Linked DNA regions of Danio rerio: region 1 is linked to region 2. The links are chromatin contacts, called in public Micro-C maps. All regions are on one chromosome and are shown on one strand. Each heading gives the region's core, a stretch centred on a gene start, on an enhancer-like site or on the middle of the called end of the contact. The rest is flanking DNA. Distances are from core to core; before and after follow the strand shown.

Region 1 (7,310 bases), core at 3,898-6,397, 140 kb after region 2:
TAAGTACAAAGCACACTAAAAGTGAAAACATATGGAAGGTACGGAAATTACAAACTTTAAAATAAAATCTCTTAACGCAGAACAATGTTTTTGCATTCCTTTGAAGTGGTTTTGGACTTTTAAAAAAGTTCATGTGAATAATGGAAGATGTAAGTGCATCTGAATAAATTCTGACATGCATAACATTCAACCCACGTGACTATTAAATTGGCTTGTTTACGGTTGGTTGCTAGGCTACCAATACTACAGAGAGCCACTCTAAACATTTGATGGAAACGCACCTAATTAGCATTTGGGATTATATCTGAACTTTGAAAAGATTACGCTATGATAAAAACCCAGCTTGTAACAGCATGGCAAAACAGTCGCAAGCTGGAAAGTGCGCTATTTATAAAGATAAACAAGAAAACCATAAGTACATAAGTACAAAGCACACAAAAAGTTAAAAAATAAATGTGCAGTTTTAATGAGAAATGAGGTAATTTAAAAAAAATTAATTTAATAAAAATAAAACTCTCACAATAAAACATTTTTGTGCTCCTTTGAAGGAAAGTACAATATTTGTAAAGATAAACAATGAAGTTTTAAATACAAGGCACTTAAAAAGTGCAAAAAAAAAAACATTTTTTTTTTTACTTTGAGTGCCTTTGAACCTGTTTTCATTGTTTACATATTTACTTTTGCATTATTATTACTCAATATTTGGTGTTTTGCCTGTATTTATTCAATTTTGAAAAGTGTTTTATATATTACTAACATGCATCATATTTTTAACATTCATAATCAAACATTTGCCTCGAACTTAAAGGACATAAAGTGAAAAAAATAAATCACATATGAACAAGAAAATTCTTAAGTACATATTTTTAATCCTTTAATCCTTCCTTTCCATGTGCTTGATTGAATTTGCAAAAATATATACTATATCATGATATATATTAAGCCTGCACAATAAATCGTTTTTAGCTTTGATATCAATCGTGATAGTCACATCGCCTATAAATGCAACGTTGAGAGATTATAATTTATCATTTGCATAGGTTTTTATGTCCTGTGATTGTATGACAATTTTAAAAGCATTGAGAAATTGTACCGTTTTTAAATTTAATAACTATTAATTGTATTGAGTTATTTATAAAATGAAGACCATGCAGAATTATTTATACATTTGATTATTCGATGACCTTATGAATTTACAGCACTCACATATGTTAAAACAATTATACAAAGAATAGACTTGGGTCTATTGGTGTGTGTGCGCCATTGCATGCAAGGTTTCTGTATTTGTAACCACCTCAGAGAATATTGGTAGTCGCAAATCACTGGCATTGTCATTTTGGGGGTCGTAGGTGGAAAAGATTGGGAACCCCTGGTTTACTCAAATGGATTAAGTTTACAGAACTCATTAGGATTAGTTTTTGAACTTTAATGGTATGTTGCAATCAGTGTCCTCGAACGGTTTGAGTTGCCTTAACTTATTGGGTTTTACAGTGTATCTGAATACTGTTACACTCCTCGGAAATCAGCAAAACACGTTTTATTTAATTTGTTTTTTTTGTTTTGTTTTATTTATCGCATTTTTTCACTTTTAGATTGTTTATTATATTTTATGCAGATGCACTCAACTACAGAATCTATCTAAGATTCTAAACTATTTTCAGATAGAGCTATTTAAGTCGTCTGGTGAAATTGTATTCATATCGCAATACATACTGCAGAAAAACAAAATGTCATATTTTTCCAATATCGTGCAGCTCTAATATTTATCATTATCAGTATATGGCATGACTTATATCGTGATGTCATATTTTTATCATATCACCACCGAGCCATATATCCATCACCATGTGGGTCATATTACATGCAGCCATCCCAGACTGAGAACAGCCAAGCCACAGTCCCCGATTTGGGTCATCCATGTAACAGCTGCATGCCAGGTTGTGGAACGCACCCTCATTTCCATCTCAAGAGCCCCTGATTGAGAAAGGCATCATCCTGGGGCTGGCAACCCCCAAAATTGGCCACCAGCCCATTAATCGCATCCATCCAATGCATACGTATTCATATCCATGCATACATGTGTGCTCATTTGCGGTATTCGGTGCACGCACGTCTCATTCGCTACATCTGTTCGAGACACCAAAATAGCCAGGGCATTACGGAGGGCATATAAAGTTGGCACCACATCGATGGTTTCTACACTCAAGCATTTTAATGCAAGCCCCTTTGCTCTGCTGGAGGGGCGGAGATACATTTGTCCGCGTTCACGATTCATTAAACCCATCATCACATTTGCCGGGGTTACAAAGTCACCTGTGGTTTGACTGGAGAATGTGCGGATGAGGAATGAATTGGTCGTTATGCAAGGGTTCAACTATTAACCCATTTAAAAATGGTGATTAATCATTTAAATGACATTTACAGTGCATGTTACTAGCTGTCAAGTGTAAATTCACGCTGTGTTTATTGTTTAACAATGTGATCGAAAGAAGCAAGTACTGCAATAATATTAAAAAGTGCTATTTCTAATTATTACTACAAGTTCTAATGTGTCACTGATTAAATTTATTACCATTCATTGACTCGTACTGTAAAATTGTGTGTTATTTTACACAGAAAGCATATTAAATGCAGGTAAAGTGGTTTATATTTTTAAACAGCTTTTTCTTTTTGAGAAAAAAAATGAAAAAATAGGGGAAATTTAGGTTCAGCATGGCAGTCATATTTGCAAAAACTAAACAACATGCCTATTTTGACCGCTAGTTATTAAATATATACACTCATGAGCAGTCAAACTACATTTTATGTATTCATTCATTCATTTTCTTGTCTGCTTAGTCCCTTTATTAATCCGGGGTCGCCACAGCGGAATGAACCACCAACTTATCCAGCAAGTTTTTACGCAGCGGATCCCCTTCCAGCCGCAACACATCTCTGGGAAATTTATGTATATATATAACTAAATCAAATTATGAATAAAAACATTGTCCAAATCAGGAAAATATATGAGATATTAAGAGTGTACGCACTGTGATATTATATTCCCCTGAAAACATTTCTGATGAAGGCATATCATACATGTAGGGATGGGACGATAACCGTCTTCAAGGTATACTGCAGCTTGGAAAAGTCAAGGTTTTAAAACCGCCAAAAATTTCTGCTATAACGTTCCTAAGGTATATGTAAGATTTTTGATTTACATTTTTTAAGTATCTTTAGTTTTCTAGGACAACAGTAGCAGAACATATATCTAAAGGTGTCATTTTAAATTGTAATAAAGTCAGTGTTTTTAAAACAAACGAAGAAAGCAGAAGTCTATTATTCATTTGAATTATTCAGCCTGACATGTTTACTGCTCCAAAATACTACAAATGTTTCCTAAAATAAAGTATATTGTGTTCAAAGGGGGAAAAAGTTGTTGTTTTTTACTTAGACACTTAAAAAGAGCATATATCAGAGCGGTAATCACAATACCGTGAAACCCTGATATTTTATCTATAAGGTTATCATACTGTCAGAATGTTTTAGCGGCCCATATCTAGATAGATACAAGTAATACAATAATATTAAAAAGTTCTGTTTTTAATTAATACTACAAATTTTATTGTGTAACTGATCAAATGCATTACTGTATATTAATTCATACTGTTCAATTACATGCTATTTTACACAGAAAGTATATTAAATGCAGATAAAGTGCTTCATATAACTTTTACTTTTTGAGAACAAAAAAAAAGACGTCAAATTTAGGTTCAGCATTGCAGTCATATTAAAAAAATGAAACAACATGCCTATTTGGATGATTAATTATTAAATACATACACTCATACGCAGTCAAACTACATTTTATATTTTAAATTGACTTAAATTAGAAATCAAAACACTGTCCAAATCAAGAAAACATATGAGATATAGAGTCAGAGTATAAAGATTTAAATAGACAGTTAGTTGGTGTTTGCACTGTGATCCATTATATTCGCCTGAAAACATTTCTGATGCAGGCATATCAAACATGCGCATAGAAATCCCCATTATCTAAACTAAAACAACACATACTTTCACTAACTTTTGGAAACTTTTCCAGGGAATTACCATTTTAGCTGTAACAACTTGATTAAGTAAGGAGGCAACTGTCTGTCAGTGTTTGCTTGCAGTGAATTGATCTGCATAACTGCTTCAACAGAAAGCACACATTGTAACAGGATGACTGATTTTAGTCTTATGATTCAACTTTAAGGATAAAGGCAAACTAAAACAGAAACATTTTACAATAATATTGTATTAGTTAATGTATTAACTAAAATTGACAATATGTTTATTACATCTTAACTAACGTTAATGAAAACACAGTGGCTCAAGCTGAAAGTGAGTTAACTAAACATTCATGAGTTTTATTTTTAATAATGCATTATTTTAATGTTGATCTATGATTAATAAATGCTATACTGGTTCTCTATTAGCTCAAGTTAGTAAATACGTCAACTAATAAAACATTAGTGCAAAGTGTGACCAACAAAACTACAAAAACAAACCTACAAAGCCTGTCAGGATGGGTTATTCAACCAGGTGGTGGAACTCGTTGCTAGTCAAAGCTTAAACAAACACTTCAAAACGGTTTGGCTTTTCTTTTATAACCAAACCAAACACACACAGTATTTGAAAACAACATTCAGCTCTTGTTGACAAAACAACCGTCGACTCAACAACATTTAACCAGATTACTCAAAACATCGCGGATTTGTTTGATAGACGCGCAACAGACAAACATAACATTAGCTTCGCGTCCACCTTCCGCGAAAGTGCAGACGGTCGCCGGATGGAAAAACTCACCAGAGACGGTAAACGTTGTTCGGTCGCGAGTCCCTGCCCTCGCCTGCTTCTCGGAGGCCGGATGCCGTCTTTTCCACTCTCCGCCAACACACACAAACACAAGTCGCCTTTCCGACGAAAAACACACAGCCTCACCCCACTTAAATCGGCCAAACTTGCGCTGATATCCTCAGTTTAACGGGTCCGTAGGTGCTTCGCGTGCGGTTCACTATGGCGATCGTTTCCCTGTAGCGCAGCGCACGGTGACGGAGCTCGAGGCCGGGAGGGGTGCCGCTGCTGCCCGTCTACTGACGCCTCCGCCTAGGGGTGACATCGGAGGAAGAGGAAAACCTTCTCGCACAATTATTTAAACATCGCAGCAAGCTGTGACTTGATAAACAGCGCTATCTGCTGGTATCTGTTCGGTTTCTTATATGTAAGCCCATCATAGACTAGATTTCCGCAGATTTTGAGCCCATCATTGAGACTATTTGTGCAATAGTGTGTGTAAATTTATATTTATTCAGTTTTTAAATGATTTCAGTAATGTTATTGTTGTTTAATATGAAAATGTATATTATTACCAAAACAGTTTATAAAATGTTCTGTCATTTTTGCTTTGTTTACCAAATAAGTGCATCTAAATTAATTTGCATTATAAACATTAAATAATAGCTTTTAAAAAGTATTTTTTTATTTAATATATTAAGTTTTTAGTTATGATATCCCAAAATCATTCTGCATAAATTTGCAGATTTTTTCCAAAATTCTCAGCAGAAATAGCAAAAAATGTCCGCAGATTCTCCTTGGCCCTACTTATATGTTATGGAATATGGTTTTGTTTTGTTTTATTTATTTCAATTAGACTTTGAGTCTGTAATAAAGTTTAAATCAATGAATGAACGCTTGTGGGTGATGTGGCGTAGTGGTTAGGTGTAAATCTTGTGAACTTGGAAATGTTGTACTTCTGTCAACAGCTGTAAAAATTTGTTACTGTAATATAATAAACTAAAAATGATGTGTTAAAAAAGTGAAAACTAATTCTGTCGAGTTGTTTATTCCTGGTGCTTCATTCCGCTATGGTGCCCCAGCTTAATAAAGGGACTAAGCTGAAATGAAAATTAATGAATGAATGATGTATAACCCTTAGAAGATTAAGATATTTGTAACCCTGCAGCTGTAAGTTGAGATTTATAGGCGACATTATTTGAAAGCTGAATATAAAAGCTTTCAAGTGTTTTGGTTTGTTGGGAAATGAAAATATTTAGCCAAGATACAAGCACATGAAAATCTGGAATCTGAGGGCTCAAGAAAATCAACCTTTAAAGTTGTTCAAATCATGTTTTTAGCAGTGCACATTACTAATCAGAAATTGAGTTTTGATCTGTTTACAGTAGGGAAATGTACATAATATCTTCATACAAAAACAGGATATTTACTTGATTTTCTAATGAATTTTGGCACAAAAGAAAACAGATATCTTTTTGACCTTTTACTTTCTATTTCCAAAGAAATACCTGTAAGGCAAGGATTTATTATTTATAGCACATTTTCTACACAACAGTAATTCAAAGTGCTTTACATATACAAGAATAAAAGAAACATCAAATACATCAAGTATAAGAAATAATCAAAACTTCCACAAATGATCAAAATGTTCCTTCCAAAAAGTCTTGATCACAGCAACCAGAGTTAAAAAATGATTAAAAACCCCGAACAAAGAATACAAAATGATTAAATCAGGTTAAAATGTGTTTAAAATGGTTTAAATTGAACCAGGGAAAAAAGAAATAACGAAAGGCAGAAATGGTCATTTCTAGCTGAATATGGACCATATTGCTACATTTTACACATGTTTTACACATGTATTACTATATGTTTTATTATATTCATTAATGTGAGAGTATGCTCCCCAAACACCGTATAAGATCTGAAAAAAAAAAGAATAAATGTTGTACGGATAATCACAACCATAAATAATTTACATTTAATATTTTATATGGCCTCTTTGATAGTTCCTGCTTATTATAATTTCATTTTTCTTTCAATATATTTATTAAGACATACTCCTTTTTGCAACATGATCTTTAATTACTTGGTTAGAATAGTTCCAATTTACATTTTGCAAATTAGAGAAATCTATCATCAGAGGAAATATAGTGGGCACTGGAAAAGTATATAAAAAAGAAAAGATATGTTAACTGTTAAACTCAGTGTTCCTGACAATTTTCTTGGGAGTATCATTCATGGTATATTAGTTTTAAAAGGCATTTTTATATGCAGTAAAGATTTTAAAATGTATAATGGAAAATAATGAATGAGGAAATGCATAATGGGACAGTAGTGAAAGTGAAGTCATGTCCAGTTGTGTAACTGTATTTCTGACTCACGACGGTTGCTAATAAGTACCGTAGCTGCAAATCTTGGAAATTTTCTTTGTTGAAACTAGTTTAGGACTCTCCTAAAATTCTCAACAGGTTATTCTCAATTTTCATGCACAT
Region 2 (6,641 bases), core at 3,180-5,679:
AATAATTATATGACTTTAATAATTAGCAAATAAAGCCCTGTTTTTGGCCCAAGTATTAATTTCCTACTGAGAAACTGGTGCAAATCATCTAGAAAAATGATTCAGGAAGTTGCTTCATCTAGAAAAACAACTGTAGCTATTTTGTCCTACATAATACATTATTTTAAGTGACTTCACACAAGACATTTTAACTAAAAAATGCTGTCAACTTATTATATATTTAGTTTAATACGTGGTGTTTAAGTGCACAATAGTGTAAGTGGATTCTGTGAGATGAACCAAAACCCTTTTGATCAAACTTTGGCTGTTTTTTCCCTCTCTTTTTGCACATTAGAGAATTTAATCATAAATAATTAAATGATTTAAGCAGTTCAACGTTGTGGTTTGTATTACAAGATTACACAAATGATAATATTTCAAGGAAACTGCACATTTCCATTGTTTATTTGCACGTCTTCTTGTGACATACAAATCCATTTGCCTCAATTAGGCTCACACGCTAAGATTTTATGCACATTTTTTATTTTTCCATCTTGTGTTTTTTTTCTTGTGATATCCCCAAATATGCATTAAATTATGTAGATTTCAACAAGCCAAATGAGAAAATGGCTAATTGCTCAAATAAATAAAAATAAATAAATACAATTTAATTCTTTAAAAGGAGGAACCAAAAATATATTTCTTACATTTAAACTAAATACACTAAATTGCATAGTTTTTTTTGTCCATTTAAGAAACTTGTGACTATTTAATGGAAAGATCACCATTTCATAATAATAACAACTTCATAAATCAATGAGAGACAATATAAAAACACTTCTTAACATTAAAATCTACATTAAAAACATGATTTTTTTATGTCCATATATGACAAGAAACTTCATGGAGAGAAAACTAAAAGATCCTTCAAACTACTCTCAATATAAAATCCTTAGTTTGGTAGTCTTTACAATTTCACATTCAAACGAAATATTTTTATAATGAGAGAGGCTTCAGCTTTTTATATTAAAAAGTATTTATTTTTGCAACTTTTTTTTTTCTTTTTGAGAAACTCCTCACGTTAGATTTATTCAGATTTAGCTCACTGGATTGGAATTAGTGTTGTTCTGAAAGTATCTATCAGTCTATGTTGTGTCTCAAGGCACATTCACATTGGCAGTGAATTAATTGCATATCAGAAAAAACTGAAATGCTTGAGAAAGAAAGCAAACATCTCTTCAGAAACAATAAGTCTGCATCAGTACCGTGAGAGTTCAAAAGGCAGGGTGATTTCCAAAGGGGATCCCTTAAATTTATGCTTGGCTCCAAGTTCAAACTTTGCAGCTTGGCCATTCGCAGACACCTTAGAGATCTTCAGGTCCTTAGAGTCCAGGGTCTAGAAAAAGAGAAACTAAATTTTAATAACAAACTACCTGCTGTCTCCTTGCATAATACTAAAATTACATGACTTTGACTTATCACATATTATATTATATTATATTATATTATATTATATTATATTATATTATATTATATTATATTATATTATAAATTTTCTTTCAGGCTTAGTCCCTTTATCAATCAGGGGTCAACACAGCGGAATGAACCACAAACATATCCAGCATATGTTTTACGCAGAGGATGCCCTCCCAGCTGCAACCCATCACTGGGAAACACCCATACACTTCCATTTACCTATCCAGCCTATCCAATTCACCTATAGCACATGTCTTTGGACTTGTGGGAGAAACCGAAGCACCTGGAGGAAAACCACACCAACACGGGGAGAAACTCCAAACAGAAATGCCATCTGGCCAAGCTGAGGCTCGAACCAGCAACCTTCTTGCTGTGAGGCGAGAGCGCTACCCACTGTGCCACCATGCTGCCTATATAATATTATATTATCTTTATTAACTGTAAAAAACGATGACAAATTCATGACATTAAAATAAGTTGCAGTAACATAAAAATATTCACGTTAAAATGGTTGAAACAATTTTTTTGTTGTTATAAAAGGTTTAACTTAACATTTTTAGTCACTTTGACTGATGATCACTAGAAATTATATACGAGATCACTCGACATTTTCACTTGATTTACCTTAAAAATGTAAGGCGGTAAGATTTTTTTGTGTTGGGTAAGTTACTTTTCACAAATGATGTCAACAAAATTGTATTTAAATTACTTTTCTAATTATTTCCAGAAAGATTGTTTTTTTTTTTTATATTATTTATTTATTTATTTTTTTATTTTTTTATTTTTACGTCAATTTGTGATATATTATTTACAGGATATACAAGAGTTGTTTTATTTAAGAAGAGAAATAAATCTGCTTATTTTCCACTTATAATATGAAGAACATTGAAAATATATATATTTTCCAAAGTGCAAGTTATCCATTTATTTACAATATTTACATATTTTACATTTACATTTTTTTTAAGAAGCTTGTGCAGTTAGTTACAAGTAAAACATTCATTAGTTGACAAACTTCATATTCAAAATGTATAAATAATAAAAGAACACATAACTACTCTAAAATTATAATTACTCTGCTTCTCTGAATTTATACTGTATTGGCATTAAATCCATTCTTAATTGCATGTACAGTTGTCACCACAAATTATTCTTCAAAATAAATGAGCAGTTTCAGCGTTATGGATGTGACATTTGCAGTAAAAACTCAAAACATAATTTCACATAGAAAGTATGTTACCGATATATTTAAACATCAGCTTATATTTTCCAGAACAACTGACCAGAGTTATAGGACCAGAAAAATATTAATCTGTAAACATGTTCTGTACTTTAAATTAGGAAAATAAACATGCGTTAAGGATGTGACAAAAAAAAGTCTGCGGGTTTACAGTATACAACATACTTTGAAGAAATTCTGTGAATTAAACTGCACAATCCAAAAGAAACAATAATAATCAAAAGGATAAGAGTTGGCTCTCTATAAAACATCAATGATTGGGTTTATTTTATTGAACATTTTCACTTTTATGAGGAAAAAGTGTCGTTATGGATGTGACGTCTCTCCGTCATGGATGTGACAGATGTGAAATTGCCACTTGTATGACTTTGGTAAATCAAATAGAATAGTTTGAAAACATTGACAGATGCATTGTTGAGTATTTCTTAAGATAGAGGTAAAGTTGGTTTTATATTCACACATTAGTTTATTTAGAAGTCTCTGTATTGTTTACCATGTTACTTTGAATATTCAATTGAAATTAGCATGCAAGTGTGACTTGAAAACAACATTTACACTGTTTATTTGACTGTGAACAATGTTGTACTTTAATAGTCATTGGCTGCTAATATGATTTCACTATTTAGAGTTTGCAAATAATACTTTTATGAAATTATATTATTAAAGGGAAAGTCTGAATGTGCAAATATAAAACCAACTTTACCTCTATTTTCTTAAGTACTGTAAAATACTTGCTAACCCAAAAAACCCAGAAACGACTTCCGTATTTTTGTGAAAACTTAATTTTTTTATGACAAGGTTGACATTTGCACGCAATTACTCATATACTACTCTGCGTGCCTGAATTGATTTATATACAACTGTTTAATGTATATACAGTATTTAATGCAAGTATATTTAGGTAACTCCAATTAAATAATCTAAAAGTGACATGCAATCCCTTACTTTTCCAGCAGAAATATAATTATAGTAATTAGTTACTTGGTAAATACTTACACCCAACAAATTATAACTAAACAAACTTTACATTTATCTGAGAGCTTCAGTCAAATCTGTTAAACTCAGGTAAAAAGTCCATCAATATAATGTGGCAGATGCTAAACTCAAAGTTCAGGTGCAGTAAAACCACAGTACGTGACTAATAAACCCCATTAATGACGATAAAGATGCAATATAACAATCAAATCACTGCTCGTGCTGTTGCAAAAAGATGATGGTCATATTAAAGTATCAGATTCATAAACAATACAAAACGAAAACCCTCCAGGTCATCATATTACACTGCTGATATTATCATTACAGTATCACATTCGTGTAAATAAGTAACACGATCCTGATCAATCTAGCATTACTAGTATGATTGACTAGGCTATTTCTAAATAATCAACTCTAGCGATCTTAATTTGACTATTACTCAACTTGATTAGATTCTAGCACCTTATCAAAGTGACAAATAGATCATAAAAGCATACAGTGCATTGGATCGTACTCATTCAATATGTGTACTTGAGATGTATTGATTAAGGCAAGCAAACACGATGACAGCTTTTGATAAATCCGATGAAAAAAAAACTGTACCAGAGAAGAGAATTTATCCTCCAGGACCTCCACAGTCAGGGCGACTTTCCCTTTGAGCACATGCCTGTCAAAGTCGACATGGTAAATGAGGTTTAAGTGCTTGGTAGAGCACTTGGAGAGCGAGGAGAAGGAGCTAGGGTCTGAAACTGGAGTCATGGTTGAGCAGAGAGCACTCGGCTCGCGCTGCGAATGGATTTTAACCTACACGCATGTCACGTGACGCCGGCAGGGTGAACGGCATCATGGGAGTTGTAGTTGTGCTTTCTTCTCAGTGAGAACGATGAGTTGTTACCGTCCTCTTGTGGCTGAGGGTGTTTGTGCATGTTTAAAACCTAAACAGCGGAGCTCATGTAGTATGTTGGGATTTTGAGCATCAAAAAAAGAGTGCATTACAGATTTTTATTCTTATAAACATTTGTTTTCTATTCTGAGTAAAATATTATGACCTATAGGTAGGCCCACACAGAATCTGTTTAGTTTATTTAAGTTTATTTACTTGAGTAAATGTGTGTAAATCGATATTTATTTAGTTTTTAAACTAATTACAGTAATGCTATTGGCTAATATGCAAATGTCGATCTGATTTATGTACAATGCAGTTTGTAAAGTAATATTTTCTGTCTTTTAGTTGATATATTATATGAGAGACTTGCTTTGTTTACCAAATAAAGTGGATCTAATTGGATTTGCATTTTAAACATTGAATAAAAGTTGAAAAATATTTTTTTATTTCATATATTAAGGTTTTAGTTATGATACATCCAAAATATTTCTGCAGAAATCTGCAGATTTGTACCAAAATTATCCGCAGAAATAGCAAAAAATGTCAACAGATGCCGTCTCGCCCTACCTATAGGCTACTCATAGGTTTATAGGCTACTTTTTTAACATGATTTACAAAACACACATAGTAAAATTGCAGTTTATGTAACTAAGTTGTCAGGCATATTTAGAACAAAACTGTTTTGATTGCATTAACATATTGTACAAACTATCATATTTTGATGACAAATAATCATCAAAATAATCATCAAAACAGAACAACAAGTTCCATGTGTTGTGTCGGCTTTTTAAAGCATCAAATAAGGTTTATTTAGCAAATATAAAAAAAAAATATATATATATATATATTATATATATATATAAGATTTAATATTTTATGTAATATATAATAAATACATAATATACATATAATTAAATATTCTATATTTATATATAGAAAGATAATATATAATATAATACATTTTTAAATACAATATAATACATTTTTTTAAATATTGTTAAACTTTTTACCATGATTTACAAAAACATGTAGTAAAATTGCATTTAGTTTAGCGTTTGTAGGAGTTGTCAGGTATATTTAGAAGTAAAACAAACATATTTGATGGCATATTAAGAGATAGTTCACGGTGCAGTTGACAAATTAACTCATATTTTAATGAAGATCGAAATGTAATAAATATATATATATATAGATATATAAATGAATTACAATAGTTTAATAGTGGTGCAATGAAACATTACCAAGTCACAATGTCATATTGTAACATTGTTATATTATAGAATTCAGTTTTCATTTTACAACAATTATTCATTCATTCATTTTCTTTTCGACTTAGTCCCTTTATTAATCTGGGGTCGCCACAGTGGAATGAACCGCCAATTTATCAGGCATATGTTTTACACAGCGGATGCCCTTCCAGCTGCAACCCATCTCTGGGAAACAACCATACACACTCATTCACACTCATACACTACGGACAATTTAGTTTACCCAATTCACCTGTACCACATGTCTTTGAACTGTGGGGGAAATCGGAGCACCCGGAGGAAACTCACGCAAACGCGGGGAGAACATGCAAACTCCACACAGAAACCCCAACTGACCCAGCAGAGGCTCGAACCAGCAACCTTCTTGCTGTGAGGCGACAGCACTACCTACTGCACCACCGCGTCACCCTTTACAACAATTAATCTTCTATCATCATCCATCATCATAATGAACAATATTTTCTTTGACAGTTTTACTTCTATTATGATTTATTTTCATATTGATAAATATAAATAGTATACTAAAATTATCTTTTATTATTATTATTAATTAAATATATATTCTATACCCTAATTCAGCTTCTGTTATTATTAGGTTATTATTATTTTAATGTAGATTGCCAGATTTTTTTTAACTGTCATTTGTTTTTCCTCCACTAGATGGCAGATTATGAACAGACATTATAAAGAATCTCTGAGATCATAATTGTTTTCATATGCCTCTTAAAAACCCAGCATGTGAGCATCTCAAGTGGATCAATTCAGGACTAATCATTAAGATCAGCACTCTATTAGAGCACATTAAAATACAACAGAA

What was found. Hi-C and Micro-C count contacts between places; a contact is called where the count stands out from the background.
Region 1: a contact with region 2 is called in a Micro-C map of caudal fin, with 3 times the contacts expected there. The contact joins the promoter of cdk17 here to the promoter of lta4h in region 2. A contact is called at or near these places in 3 of 18 Hi-C or Micro-C datasets (caudal fin, hematopoietic stem cells and an unstated tissue) and 1 of 4 datasets of contacts at active chromatin or transcription factors (embryo).

Annotation. Positions count from the first base shown.
Region 1 is chr4:8,290,746-8,298,055 of GRCz12tu, forward strand. It overlaps cdk17 (cyclin dependent kinase 17), which reads right to left and starts at 5,148. Exons shown (of 17, transcript NM_001201357.1): 1 at 4,831-5,148. The region is part of intron 2 of LOC141381591 (a long non-coding RNA gene); the gene reads right to left.
Region 2 is chr4:8,152,458-8,159,098 of GRCz12tu, forward strand. It overlaps lta4h (leukotriene A4 hydrolase), which reads right to left and starts at 4,430. Exons shown (of 19, transcript NM_213286.1): 1 at 4,274-4,430; 2 at 1,245-1,375. The coding sequence starts at 4,429. The region is part of intron 2 of LOC141381591 (a long non-coding RNA gene); the gene reads right to left.